Linked DNA regions of Mus musculus: region 1 is linked to region 2. Evidence: chromatin contacts called from public promoter capture Hi-C data. All regions are on one chromosome and are shown on one strand. The core of a region is the stretch at or near the end of the contact, and the rest is flanking DNA. Distances in the headings are between cores, read along the strand shown.

Region 1 (7,298 bases), core at 2,511-5,010, 1.1 Mb before region 2:
CCTTGTTGCCCTGGGCCCATGACAGAGTCTAGGGCTGTCATCCTGAGCTCTGTCCCTCCCTCATACCCCTTCTGGTGGCGAAAAGTGCAAAGACCACTGAAGCAAGAAGTCTTTACCTGTTTCCTCACTGTAGAGAGTACCATGCACGCCCTATCCAGAAGCTCAGGCAGGTGTCCTGGTAAGGCCTGGCTAGAGAAGCATTGGTACCCTTGGCACCAAATGGGGCAGAGATGCCCCCTTTGCCACTGGTGTCCTCTTGTCCAGTCCCCTGCACCAAGAGAGGCTCAGCTCTATCACTGGCATCCCCGCATGTACCTGTTGGCTCAGTTGCAAGGCTGTGGGTATGGGCAGAGGGAAGAGGCAGCCCCAGCTCCCTGACTACTGGGTGGAGGCAGCAGTCAAGGCAGACATGGAGGTCATATAATTTCAGAGAGGAGAAGAGGCTGCAGAGGGATCTGAGGAGAGAAATGAGACCACAGAGCATGGGTGTCCTCTTCATACACCCACATGTGTCTGATGTGACTGGGCACATGTGTCTGAACCCCAGTGTGTCCCTTGGAATCCAGCAGGAGACAGGGATGGGATGGAGCCCACCAGGAGTGAGCTGGTTGCCAGAGAGCTGGGGCTGCCTCCTGACTGCTGGCTGTGTTGTTTCGAACCCACATGAAGCCAGTACATACTGTTGGGCACAGTATGTGTGTTGGGCACATAGTAGGGCAAGTTGGGGGCACATAGTAGGGCAAGCTGCTTACCCAATGGCCAAGAAGTAAAGGGTAAATGAGAAAGGGGTTGGGGTCCTACAACCACATTTCAAAGGCTCCCTCACAATAATCTAAAGACTACCCACCAGGCCCCACAGGAAGTGGAGCAGAGACAACCTGTGGGGTCCTCTTGCAGGCACAAGTAGGATTGGCCCCTGTGGGTAATGTGGTGGCACCCGATGCCCTTCTTTGTGACCCAACTTCAAAGAACCTTCTGAGTCCTCTCTGCCTCTGGATGAGGCTGTGTGGCTGGCATTTCCAGCTTACAGACCCTTGGCTTCCGCTGGACTCCCCTCAGCATTTGATCAGTTGGTAAGAGTTCTGTTCTGAGCAGGAAGCCTGACACTGCTACAAACCTGTGTGGTAAGGAAACATCACAGTGACTTCCAGAGTTTCTGGGAAAGGGATGCACATGCTGTCCCCTGTGGAGCAGTGGCCTGGGGGGACACAGATGGTAGTTGGGATTATGTGGGACAGCACTGCCTGTCTTTCAGACCCCTCAGTGTTCTTGCGACCGGAGACTTGCTGGCAGAGGCTGTGTGACTGTGCGCCTGGAGGATGGAGTCTTCCTGACAGGGTGTTTGAGCTGGGTAAATGAACCTCGGAGGTGGCAGGAAACCACCAGTGTCTGCCAGTCACCTTGCATCTAGAAGGGACTGAGGCAAGATGTCAGGCCCAGTCGTGACACTGACAGTGGAAGGAGAGAGGGCCATGAATCTAAGCTGAGCCTTGGCCATCTGGATGTCTGTGGGTAGAGCTGGACCATAGCTTTGATTCTGCCATCCCTCCTCCTCCTCCTCCTCTTCCTCCTCCCCTTCCTCTTCCTCCTCCTCCTCCTCTTCTTCTTCTTGGTTTTGCTTTTTTTTGTTTTTTTGTTTTTCGTTTTTTGTTTTTTGTTTTTTGTTTTTTTTTTTGTTTTTTTTTTGGTTTTTCTGAGACAGGGTTTCTCTGTGTAGCCCTGGCTGTCCTGGAACTCACTCTGTAGACCAGGCTGGCCTCGAACTCAGAAATCCACCTGCCTCTGTCTCCCAAGTGCTAGAATTAAAGGCGTGCACCACCTCTGCCCAGCTCATCCCTCTCTTCTTATTCCTTGGATTTTCCTGGGACTGAAGACTCAGGGGAATGGTGACATTGGCTCTGCCCATCCTGAGTCAGAGCCCCAGCCTTCCACACAGTGCCTTCTGGAGGCAGAGGAGAAGGGCCTCAGCCGGGTGCGCAGCCATTACTTGCCCCCTTAAGAGGCCTCTTCCTGCAGTGACACTCTATGCTTATTACTGAATGCAGCAGTCCTGTGTTTGGCTGAGGCACAGGTCCTTCTCCCAGATGAGGGCAGACACCCCAGGTGAAGGGAGGGGAGCAGGGGCAAGGGCAGGAACCAGGAGGTGAAGGACTCACCCCAACTGGCCTGTCCTAGATCTAGCTGATGAGTCCCGGGTTCCTCAATTGATATGGATGTAGAAGCAGCCTGGGAGGAAGGGGAGTGAATATGGATATCCTGCTAGATTGAAACGGGCCAGACAACCGCAGCAGCCTGTGTAGTGGGCTCTGTTGTGGGGGCACAGGCAGAGGGGAGGAAGGGAAGACTGGGAGCCAGGTGGCCAGCAGCGTGCTTCCCTGTGCTTCAGTTCCCCCATCTGTTAAATGCAGAGTGTTGCTTCTCTGTCTCCAGGGAGAGCATTATCATTTAGCACAGGGACCACCAAATCAATACACCTACGTTGCATGGGCTCCAGGCAGGATGCCCACTGCTGATCTAGAGACTGGGTTTCTGTTGAAATCCTGGATCATAGTGCAAGCATCTGGATGGGTGGGAATGACTTTAGCCCTGCCTGTGGGACACCAAGACTGCCTGGATGGGCAAGGGGCATTTGTCAGCCACTCGGTCTCTGGGCCTCTCCTAAATAAGACGAGGTCAGAGCAGAATAAACACAGCTCACCTGTGTCGTCAGTTACAAGCAGCAGACGCGTCCCGTTTCTCCTCAAGCATCACTCAGTCCTGGTTACTGATCAACCTGCCACCGGCTTCCTCCCCTAGGCAGCCTCCCTGATACTATACTTTTATTGTTCTGACCAGGCCCTGGTCTCGGAACGTGTTTGTACTTAATCTTTACAATCAAGGAACCAGTGTCATCTTTCAGAAAGGGAAACTGAACTACAGTGAAGGTTGTGCTTCCAGGCCTCCTCTGAGATCATCGGCCCCAGTCAGCCACCTCAGTGCAAAATGACGATGAATTGGCCCACGAGAGGGGAAAGTCCCGAAAGCCATAGGAGGCTGTAGGTACTCTGGCCTGTTTTGATTTTTTTTTTTTAAAGGGGCTTGTCTCGAAGTATGAAGTCAGGTACAGACTCTCCTCTACTGAGGTCCCCATCGATCAGATTCTCTCTAGTTGGGAAAGTAGAGCACAGGAAGTCCATGACAGCGCTCCCCGTCAGGGTCCCCAGCCAGCCTCCTGCCCCTCTCCAGAGTGGCCACAACCTTAGGCATCCCAGCGGGTCCGTGGGGCTCCCTGCTTCCCTCTGGTGGCTGAAGCGCAAAGCGCGGACGATAACATAGAAAACCCACAAACACCGGACACTAAGCCCAGGAGAGCACCAAGAGTCCGGGGACCTAAGGGGTTGGCCCTGGGGCAAATGTCCAGCAAATCTGTTGCTATCATCAGATAATATTTTTTGGGGAAACTAAGGCCCAAGAAAAGTGGGTGTCTGTGCACTAGTGTTAAGAGAATGGAGATCCCAGAGGTAAGTGAATCAAAGGCACAGCCAGGACCTCTGCGGCCAAAAGTGGGAAGCGCCGGATCCCACTGGCCGTAGTTTGGATTTAGTTTTCCTTTCAGCGCACGTAGGTCTGAAGAGGAGCCTCAGGCTCCAAGGCGGAGGTCGCTGCGTCTAGGAGGAGCTGGGCGCGTCCGGGGGCGGGACGTGACGCACCTTAGCTGGGAGGTGCCTGGCCGGGCTTCGGCCAACTGAATATAAGGGCGGTGTGGGGCGCGGAAAGCCTGAGCCTGCTGTCTGTACCCAAGAGCCCAGACCAGCTCGCGCAGTCCCGAAGCCAAGCTCTTCCGTCACTCCGGAGTTCTCTGCAGCCCTCTCTCTACCTTCTCTCGGCCACGCATCCGCCCCTGGGGCCCCTCTACCCAATGAAACTGGCCGCGATGATCAAGAAGATGTGCCCAAGCGACTCTGAACTGAGTATCCCGGCCAAGAACTGCTACAGGATGGTCATCCTCGGCTCATCCAAAGTGGGCAAGACGGCCATTGTGTCGCGCTTCCTCACGGGCCGTTTCGAGGATGCTTACACCCCTACCATCGAGGACTTCCACCGAAAGTTTTACTCGATCCGCGGCGAAGTCTACCAGTTGGACATACTGGACACATCCGGCAATCATCCGTTTCCCGCCATGCGGCGCCTCTCTATCCTCACAGGTGAGTGGGGAGTCGACGGGGATAGGGGGACCGGAGTCTTGAGGGGAGTGGATGGGGCTGGTGTGTTGTGCTTGGGGCTTGCCCCTTCACCTGGGGTGTCTGCAGCTCTGTGCCTGGCAGCTGTCCTCACCTTTCCCACTCGTTCCCTTATAGGAGACGTTTTCATTCTGGTGTTCAGCTTAGACAACCGCGACTCATTCGAAGAGGTGCAAAGGCTCAAACAGCAGATCCTAGACACCAAGTCCTGTCTCAAGAACAAAACCAAAGAGAATGTGGACGTGCCGCTGGTCATTTGCGGTAACAAAGGGGACCGGGACTTCTACCGGGAAGTAGAGCAGCGGGAGATTGAGCAGCTGGTGGGTGACGACCCTCAGCGTTGTGCCTACTTCGAGATCTCAGCCAAGAAGAACAGCAGCTTGGACCAGATGTTCCGTGCGCTCTTTGCCATGGCCAAGCTGCCTAGCGAGATGAGCCCCGACTTGCACCGCAAGGTATCTGTGCAGTACTGCGACGTACTGCACAAGAAGGCTCTGAGGAACAAGAAGCTTCTGCGTGCGGGCAGCGGAGGCGGGGGCGACCACGGCGATGCCTTTGGCATCTTGGCGCCCTTTGCTCGCAGACCCAGCGTGCACAGCGACCTCATGTACATTCGTGAAAAAACCAGTGTCGGCAGCCAGGCTAAGGACAAGGAGCGCTGTGTCATCAGTTAGGAGCCCCCAGGGTCAGCCACACAACCTGAGGACCTTTTTTGTTCAAAAGTCAAATCGGATTCCTGGACTAGCGGTCCGTGCCACAGGAGCGCCAATTGGCCTTCTCCTTCCCTCCCTGAGACCCAGCCCGGGGAGACCAAGCCAGTAAGGGACAGTCACCTGCTGTGAAAGGAAAGAGAACTAGCTAAGACAGGAGCTGTCACCTCCGATTCTGGGATGCCAGGACCCAGCAGAGGGGCGCTTGGCATTTTTCTCAAGAGGTTTGAGAAAAAGCGTGTGAAGTTCATCAGCCTGTGAGACTTAAAGTAACTGTCCTGCTCGCTTCAGGGCAGGACTAATAATAGGGCATTATCTTGTCTGTGATTGGTGTTGCCATGGCCGCTGTCAGCCACCTCTGTCCTCAGCAAACTGGAAACTTTGGCTGGAGGTGGGGGGGGGGGGTGTTCAATCATAGCCAAGTGACTTGTTTACATGTGTGTGTGCAATTACCCAAAAGAAAAACAAAACACAAAACTTGCACTTTAATAGTTCCAGTGTCAATGTGACATGAACAAAATCTCTACATTTCTATTGTGTGAGGTCTTTATTATTATTTTTTATTTAAAATAAAATAATTTAGAAACGGAAAATGGTGCTTTGCTTTTAGGTTTCCTGCCTCAGTGCTCAGTGCCAGTGGCCAAGAACTGGAGAGGGACCTGGCTTTCGGAAAATGGCCTCCCACTTCCAAGTGGGACCTGCTCTAGACCTCCTGGCTCTGTTTACCCTCTGCCTCACTTGGCCTATACCAGGGGGCCTTGTTTTGGAGAATATTCATACTCTCCTCCACAGGCCACCTGCTAATCATGGCAGGTGACAGGAAGCTGTCACACTCCGACTCTGATTACCACAAATAAGGAGGCTGAGCTGGAGAGGTGTGTCTGGGAAGATGCCTGCACTCTGTGTTTATCCCTTGCCCCAGGGTTGCCCCAGGACCTGGCCAGGGAAAGTAGCTCGCTTCTAGTGCAGCTCCCAGAAGCACTCAAGCAGGGGAGGCCCAGCTCCTCTGCACTTTCCCATCCCCCTGTTGGCTAAGGGCTCATAGTTTGTGACCAAGATCTCCTTGCCACTCCTACTGTCAACTCAGGGTTCAAGTGTCACCTTGAAGCCTCCAATTCTGCAGCTGAGAAATAGGGTCAGGAGTCAATATGGTCTCTAAGGAGTCAACACTGCTGCAGCTGCGGAGCCAAGCACTTGGTTTTCCAAGAGAGTTCTGACCTTCAAGGGATGCTCGAAAGTGTCTTGGGGGTGGGGGTGGGGGTGGGGATGGGGGTGTGTCCTGTCAACCCTGTTTTGGGAAGGGCCACTTCCAAGGCACTGCACCTCCTCAAATCTCAGCAAGGCACTCACTTCTCACCAATGACTGGCTGGCTCCCCAAGTTCCCCTGCAGGAGACATGCAGGCCTTTGTGCTAGTTGAACAGGTGCACATGCTGGGTGGAAGGAGCACAGTGAACATTTCCCTCTACACCACCTACTCAACATACCACTCTAATTCTTCATTATAAAACCTGTAATTCCAGGGGCTGAATCCAAGCACTGAGACAGAGCCAACAGGCAAACCATGTGTCCTGAGAGCAGACCACACTTTTAATTATATATCTGAAAATGTGACAGGTCACCACACGGAACAGAAGCCTCCGAGGACGCCTTCTTTCTTCCCTGTCAGGAAGAGCTGAAGCCCTTGCATTTCATGTGCTCTGCGCTTACAGGAACCAGTCAGAGCCTTAAAACTGGCCCAGCCACTGCTTCAACTTTGCAGCAAGTAACTGATTCAGTTCAGTAACAGTCCCAAGGCAGAGGTGCTTAACTGGCATCCTCTACTCAAACTCACTTTTCTGCCCAAATACCTGGAAGTCAGAACCCTCTTTCACACATTCCGGGTCCCAGTGTGAGGCAGCTTGGATAGGCAATGCCACCAGAATGCTTGCTAACAAACATCCCCAGCCAGCGCTCCTGCCAAGAAGGCCAGTTGGCAGGCACCTGCTAAGTCCTCAGCTGGTCAGCCCAGGCTGTGCCCATTTCAAGATCCAAACAATAACTGGGTTCTTCTCACCTTCCCCTGAGAAGGAAAGGGCCATGGTGCCCTCAGTGTAACAGTCCCTGAGAGACAGAGAACACGGTGTCCTACCTGCGAGTCGCTGAGTACACTCTACAAGTAGAACACAGCTATGGAACCTCCAGACTTAGCTCCCCACGCCCTTCAAACCACACATAACCCTGGCTGAGAAACTGCCCCGATTGCTCCTGCCAGCTACTTTGCTCCAAACCAGAAGTGTGCAGGGACCATGTGCAGAGTAGCAAATGTGACTTCTTGGCTAAAGGGGAGACAGAGGTAAGCCAGGGCATACGAATCAGGGCAGAGCCGC
Region 2 (7,008 bases), core at 4,207-6,706:
ACCTGGTGACACCTCTAGTCTCTAATTGATGGAAACTAGAGAACAGTTAGTATATCCCCTAACGACCTACCTGACAGTCACAAAGATGCTGGTGTGGATTGAGGGTGACAGAGTCTTTCTCAGCTCTTGCTGAGCTTAACCCAGAGTGTCAGAGTGCCCATCCATCAACACTCATCAAAAGCTAGCGTGGGCCTGGCTTCTAGGTTTGAGTCATTGCCTCACACCTAAGAGTAATGAGATGCAGGTATGGAGGGAGCAGAGGGAACACAGATTTAAGGAGCTGTGAAATGGATTCCTGAGAGTGCTGGTGGTGCTTGGAGGGACTCTGTCCTGACCTGCCAACTGGCCTCTTAAGACTTATGGCAGGGACTGGATGGGGACATGGGGACTGAAGTCATCTTTATTGAGACTGGCCATTCTCATATGGGGGGGGGCTGAAGAGGGAAGAAGTGGGACCCAGAGGATTCTCAAGAGGTCAGAGATGAGTGGCTTAAGCCCCATAAGGCTTTGGAGGGAGAGGGAGTAGGTGAGGAAGAGGGAGAGGGAGAGGGAGAGGGAGAGGGAGAGGGAGAGGGAGAGGGAGAGGGAGAGGGAGAGGGAGAGGGAGAGGGAAGGTATATAGCCTAGGTGATATAATCAGTGGGCTTTGGATGTTTGGCTATAAAGGGGTTTTGGGTGCTCCATCTCCAGGGATCCATCTGAGAAGTTGATAAGGGAAAAGGTGTGTCAGGCTGTGTGGTTTAGAGGAGGAGAAAGCAGAGGAGGAGGAGGAAGAGGAAGAGGAGGAGGAAGAAGAGGCAAGTCTGGGGTCAGGTGCATTGGGAGGGAAGAAACTAGAGGCTCCGACTTTGGCTTAGAGGTCTCTTCCCAGTAAGGAGGCAGAACAGGTTGGTACCACTAGGAAGGAGTGGGTAAGGGGACTACCCCTTAAAGATACAACTAAGTGGTGGGGTTTGGAGAGGTTAGTAAGACTTTCCTTCTAACCCTGACAATAGGAGAGCAAGAGAGGTGGGTTCCCCAAACTCAGGACTGAGTAGGTGACCCTGGTGTCCAGGAGGAAGGAGATGTGTTGCCCTAATTCTATGATGACTACCCGGGGCTTCCTGCAGAAGATGATGGTGATTCAGCCAAGGGAGTCCAGGCCTCCTCCTTCATCAGGTCTAAGAGGTCAGCTAGAGGGCGATTTAGACCTGATGTCCTCATGATGTGAGGGACATGGGGGCAGTCAACAGCCCAATATCCCTTTTAATGGCACCTTGGCCATGGTCAAGGTGGTTTACAAGAGCTCAGGCAGGCCTAGGCCCCTTGACCTTTCTCACCACATTTGAAACAGGGACCTGGAGGTTTCCGGGCTTTTGAAAGTGAGGAGGCAGCTGCTATGGCTGGCTGAAAGGCCTTAGCTGCCCTCAGGTAGTTTTGTTTTGGGGCTTTAAAAAAATTTTTTTTCTTGTGGTACACCTTAAAGGGCATGGCTAAAACTTCTGTCTGTGGAGTCTAGGTTTTTTTTGTTTTGTTTTGTTTTTGTTTTTGTTTTTGTTTTTTGTTTTTTTTTTTTGGTTTTTCGAGACAGGGTTTCTCTTTATAGCTCTGGCTGTCCTGGAGCTCACTTTGTAGACCAGGTTGGCCTCGAACTCAGAAATCCGCCTGCCTCTGCCTCCCAAGTGCTGGGATTAAAGGCGTGTGCCACCACGCCCGGCTATGAGTCTAGGTTTTTAAGTTTGTCCCTAATGTCAGGGAAACTCTGAGAGAAGTAGGTCATAAGGAGTAGTTCCCCACTGGGGGTCTCAGGGTCCAGATTTGTGTATTGTAGGAGGTCCTCTGTAAGGCGGTCCAGGAATTGAGGTGGGCGTTTGTGTTAGTGCTGGATGACTTCTTGGGTTTTCTCAGAATTTACCCCTTTTAGGATAGCCTTATGGAGACCAGCCAGGAGGCAAGTTATAAACTGCCCTCTAGCTCAAATGCCCCCTGGAGTGTTATAGTTTTATTTGGGATTCTGGTCAGGAACTGGCCCCAGCCCCATTTGGGTGGTTAGTGTTAGTTTGATGGCTTTTGTCGAGCAGTAGCCGGTTCCCAGACTTGCCTAAGCTCTTCAAGGAGAGGGCTGCTGGTCAGAATATTGTGAATGTCTTCGAAGGTGAGACTGTAAAATTGGGTGATATAGTGGAAGTCTTTAATCAAAGTGGAAGAGTTAGTAGTATAAGACCCAAGCCTCTTTTCTGAGAGATCACTTAAGAAAGGGATGGGTACAACCCTGGCGACCTCACCCTGGAAGGAGAACTGTGGCCAGGTTAGGGTGGGAAGATGAACATAGAGGGAGTGCCGTGGTGGAGCAGGAACGAGCAGCGGGAGGACTTGGGGCTGCTGGTGGCCTGAAAGTGGTGCCAGGAAAGGTTGATTTGGGTGACCTTGTGGGCCTGAGTACCAGAGGTTTTTTTTTTTTTTTTAAATTTTATTTATTGATTTACTTATTATATGTAGGTACACTGTAGCTGACTTCAGACACACCAGAAGAGGGAGTCAGATCTTGTTACGGATGGTTGTGAGCCACCATGTGGTTGCTGGGATTTGAACTTCGGACCTTCGGAAGAGCAGACAGGTGCTCTTACCCACTGAGCCATCTCACCAGCACCACCAGAGGTTTTCAATGGAGACCTCTGGCCAGGCCTGGTGCGAGGGTTCTGGCGAAGGGAAGCAAGTGCAGGCAGGGAGACGAAGTCTCAGCCATGCCTCCAGGCCACTCAGTAACCCCGAGCCGCCCTGCACTGAGTCAGGTCAGGCTGGACCGATGAGAAGCCGAATATCCAGTGAGGAGTGCGTTGGAACCTCAGGCAGCACTTCCGGAGAGCAGATCTCTTCCCAAGTGTTGCAGCACACCTTTAATTCCCTGGATAAATTTATATACAGTTGGGGGTGATTCAGGGTTCGACCATAGGTACCTCTCATTGGCTTGGACTGAAGTTTGGGGGAAACTTATTTGCACGTGGGAAGGCTTGGTGCTGTTCCTATGTGACTGATGGCCACACACCTCTCATGAGTGGGGTTGCTGGGGCGGTAACTTCTACGGGAGCCAGGGGCGCAGGAGACATGATCGAACATCTTCTGTCCCATGTAGGTAGAAATCACCACCCATAGGGTTCCTGGGTTCCAGACCTTTGGAGACCAGGCTGTCTGTGAGCAGCCCACTGCCCCAAATGACCTGTCACTGGGAGAGGAGAAAGGGAAACCGAAAGGGATGAAGGAGAGGGAGCTGTGGGTAGAGACTGATTGCGGGCAGGCACATTAGCTGCATCAAAAGTAGTTAAGGCATCATCTTGTCCAGACTTCATAGCTAGAAGGAGCTGAGTTGGGGAACCGGAAGAACAGAGAGAAGGCTTGGAGTGGAGGCGAGAGAAATCTTGGACAGAGAGAATCTCTCTCTCTATTTCCTTGATTGCTCACAGCAGTTGTGGATATCGAATAATATCGGCATCTGGGGTGCTATCAGGTGACCATTTTGATAGATTATAGATAGGGTATCGAGGTCAAGTTTTACTGCAAAGGTGCACAAGTTTAGGGCTTTTCAGTTCGGGTGCTGAGGGGGAATGAGAGGGTACGAACGATACTGCTCCCATGGATAAGAGAGGGGGTAGGAAGGAAAAATGTCACCGTAGTCTGTAGTCACAAGCATCCCCAGGATTCAGGGAGGACCAGAGGAAGACACAAGCCAGGAGGACCAAGTCGTTAAGTGGGTTGTCAGCACATCCAACAGGGGCCAGGGGCTTAGCCTGGCGAAACCTGAGGAGAGACTTAGTACCAGGGCTGTTGTAGCAGCCCAAAGGTGAGGATGAGAACTAAACTCTAGAGGGAGGGGAGGGGAGTTGTCTCATCCACAGGGAAGAATCAGAAGCAGGGTCACAAAAGCTACGAGGCCCTAGAGGGGCTGTGTATTTATGATCAGCTCTGAAGGAAAGGTAGGGAAAGAAGACAGGAAGGGGCCCAATAGCTCCTGTGGGCCTAAACACTGCAAGATTGTAGCTCTCAGGAGGAGGGGGCAGGTGAAGAGAGCCAGCCGTAGCCTCAAAGACCGTGGCTGGGGGTGTGGGGGGGTACCTCTGCCTCCAAGAGTACCAGAGGGGCGCCAAATAACTCAATAGCCACTTCCGCAGACTCAGGGAAGTGTTTGAACTGACCGAATGGGAAATTTACCTAATGCCGCTGGTGGATGGGGCCTGGGGGGCTGAGAGGGGAGGCGCTGAGCTATCCGTGAGTCAGAACGCCAGTCTGCTGCAGATGGACTGGAGGTGAAGGATGGGTCCCAATATGGCTCAGACCCCAAGGGGGTGCACAGACAGGAGGAGGAGCCTCTTCAGGTCAGGACACCATAAATGTTACAGTTCCGAGGGGAAAAGTGTCCTGGCAGATGGGAGCCAAAGAACAGCACAAAGTCACACCACACAACAAACCTCACAACAAGAGATTTATTCGGACAAAACACAAGTAGGTAGCTGCCTCTGCTCTGGAAAGAAGTAGCAAGGAGCAACGGAGCTGGAGGTGGACTTTTTAAGGGGTTTCTTGGGGAAGGGGGCGGGCACAGAGCTTTCCAGGATGAGGATTGGTGGGATTTGAAGTCCGGATCTTGGGGCAAGCTCAGGGGTTGGTGAGATTTGAAGTTCTGAGCTTAAGGGTTTTTTTTTTTTTTCTTATGGGGCGGAGCTTAACCTGCAGTTTTGGCCTATAGAACGTTTTGTAGGTGGAGCCTAGTGGTTGGAGGGCCTCAGGGGCAGGGCCTGGCCACTGGGTGCTCTTTGAGGGGCTTATATTTCCTATTAATACAGTCAGATTAATTTTTCAATGTGAATTCCAGGAAAATTTAAATGACAATGTGTGTCACATTTTATTTGTACTTGACATTCTCGTTAACAGATAGTTTCTATTTGATTTCTGTCAGCTTCTCTATTCAAAAGTTCTGGGGCCAAAGATCAAAGACAAAACACACACACACACACACACACACACACACACACATACATACACAAGAAAACGTTATTTGAAATTTAAAAATAATTGTCATCGTTTTCTTTACATTTGTGAATAATATATTCCTATGTACAGTTCATAATTCACATGACATAATTCACATAATGAACTAAATGCTAATCTCGTCATCCACCTGGAGTGAGCTTTACCTTCGGACAAGGGGAGCATAGCGGTCAACTCATGTAATCTCAGCGCTTTGGAGCCCAGGCAGAGGGACTGCCATGAGTTCGAGGCCAGCGTGGGTTTGTCTTGAAAAACAAAATACAAAACAAAACTGAAAATATTTCGCAGCAGCCACTTTTTGGGGTAGTCTGCCTTTCTCAAGTCATCGATTGGTGCTATCTGTGGCCAATCAAGGCACGATGATGGGGCGGGGACTGAGGGGCGGTCCAATCAGGAGCGCAGCCCGGGCACAGGGGCGGGCCTTGGCGGGTTCGCTAGTTCGCGGGGGCTTTGTCTCGCGCCATCTTTACATTTGATCGGTCAGTTGAGCTGGGGTGTCCGGGTGCCTCAGGCCAGTCAGCTGCCGGAGGCGGACGGGGGCGCCATGGTGAGTGCTGCCCGCAGGAACCGGCAGGGTTCCGGTTTCCTCCGCTTTGCCCTGTGCAGGCGGTTCGGCTCTGCGAGGCCTATGCAGGGCTGAGCCCACAGGCTGTCTCCCTAGGTCTTGACGTGGCTGAGCCGCCACACTCCCTGACTCTGCAGGGACACTTGTCCTCAGCCGCACTCTTCTCTTGGTCCAGACTCCGGTGCCACAGCTGCTGTGTCCGGTGTCTCACTGTCAAGCAGTGACAGCCCTGGATGCTGGAGCAGCCTGAGGTGTGGCGTGAGCCTGGGCTGGGGCATCTCCTGGCCTCCGCATTATCAGCAAGGCTCTTACTGTACTGGCTTGTGTGGAGAGTGTAGTGAGAGAGCACGTGCAGCGTCTCTCTCTTCCACACTGGATTCACGTCCTTTGCCGTAATGATGTATCTGCTCCCTATGGCTCTGGAGACACCTATTTGTGAAGTGTATGTACTTGGTAACCAACTGTCAGCTCGATGGGATTGACTGCTGCCTACATTAAAAACACACTCTTGGCTGTGTGAGGGCCGTTCCAAAGGTGACATTCCAATGACTCTGGCCTCATGAGTAGATTAACCCCTGCATTACTGGTGGGGCAGAGTTGTAGGAAGTTAGTCCTAAGTGTGGCTGTGGGTATCAAAAGAATCTGTGCCCTTCTTTACAATGGGGCACAGAAAAATTTCAAACTCCATTTAAAATCCCCATTTCCCCTAACATCGTAAAATCTCAAATAGAACTCAAAACAGTTAGTAGAACAAGTCAGAATTCCTGCCTCTTTGACTGGTCTGTAGCTATAATTTACATTATATACCACGGAATCTATAAGTTTCAAGTTGATACTCTTGGAAGTGTCTTTCTAATACTATGTCATGTGGAAGGAAGAAACTTAAGTTTTTATAAATACTGTAAATGGTATAGCAAAGCTTGTGTCAGTACTTGGTGTGTTGTGATATTGTCTAACAATTGTTTTGAAGCATTTTCCAGCATTTACTTTTATGACAGCAGAAAGTTTGAATTGTGTACTGGGGGCACTGCATTTGCCAAGAGCACAAGATGACAGTGACTCCTTTGCTGGAGACGAGAGTGGGGTGTTGTTCCTTTGAATTTTGCTTTAGTTCATGTGTGGTTGCAGTGTGTCCGGCACAGAGGTGGCTCTAAGTCACTCACATGGCATCTCCAACATTGCTTTATAGAGGAACTTGCAGCCTGACAGTGTGGAGAACTCCTTGAGTCAACTCCCCAGTCGATGTCTTGAAACTAGAAAGCGTAAGAGAAGCTACAAGAAGAGGCCAGTCACCTACAGTTACTGGAGACGGACCCAGCGGAATAGAGCAAGAAAACACAAGGCACCAGTAAAGGTAAATGGGGAACTAGAGAAGGTCATGTATGTGCGTGTTATCTTCCTTATTCCCTTGCCTTATCTAGAAA

Evidence for each region. Capture Hi-C pulls out chosen DNA fragments and counts their contacts.
Region 1: a contact with region 2 is called in a promoter capture Hi-C map of liver. The contact joins the promoter of Rasd1 here to the promoter of Zfp39 in region 2. A contact is called at or near these places in 1 of 39 promoter capture datasets (pre-B cells) and 1 of 9 other capture datasets (liver).

Annotation. Positions count from the first base shown.
Region 1 is chr11:59,961,406-59,968,703 of GRCm38.p6, reverse strand. Rasd1 (RAS, dexamethasone-induced 1) reads left to right here and starts at 3,760. Exons shown (of 2, transcript NM_009026.5): 1 at 3,760-4,184; 2 at 4,338-5,523. The coding sequence starts at 3,899. The coding sequence ends at 4,894. Med9 (mediator complex subunit 9) reads right to left here. Exons shown (of 2, transcript NM_138675.3): 2 at 5,398-7,298.
Region 2 is chr11:58,902,673-58,909,680 of GRCm38.p6, reverse strand. It overlaps Zfp39 (zinc finger protein 39), which reads left to right and starts at 5,456. Exons shown (of 5, transcript NM_011758.2): 1 at 5,456-5,566; 2 at 6,774-6,938. The coding sequence starts at 5,564. It overlaps Gm12257 (a long non-coding RNA gene), which reads right to left and starts at 5,335. Exons shown (of 4, transcript XR_879896.2): 1 at 5,166-5,335; 2 at 4,186-4,392; 3 at 3,026-3,774; 4 at 2,609-2,884.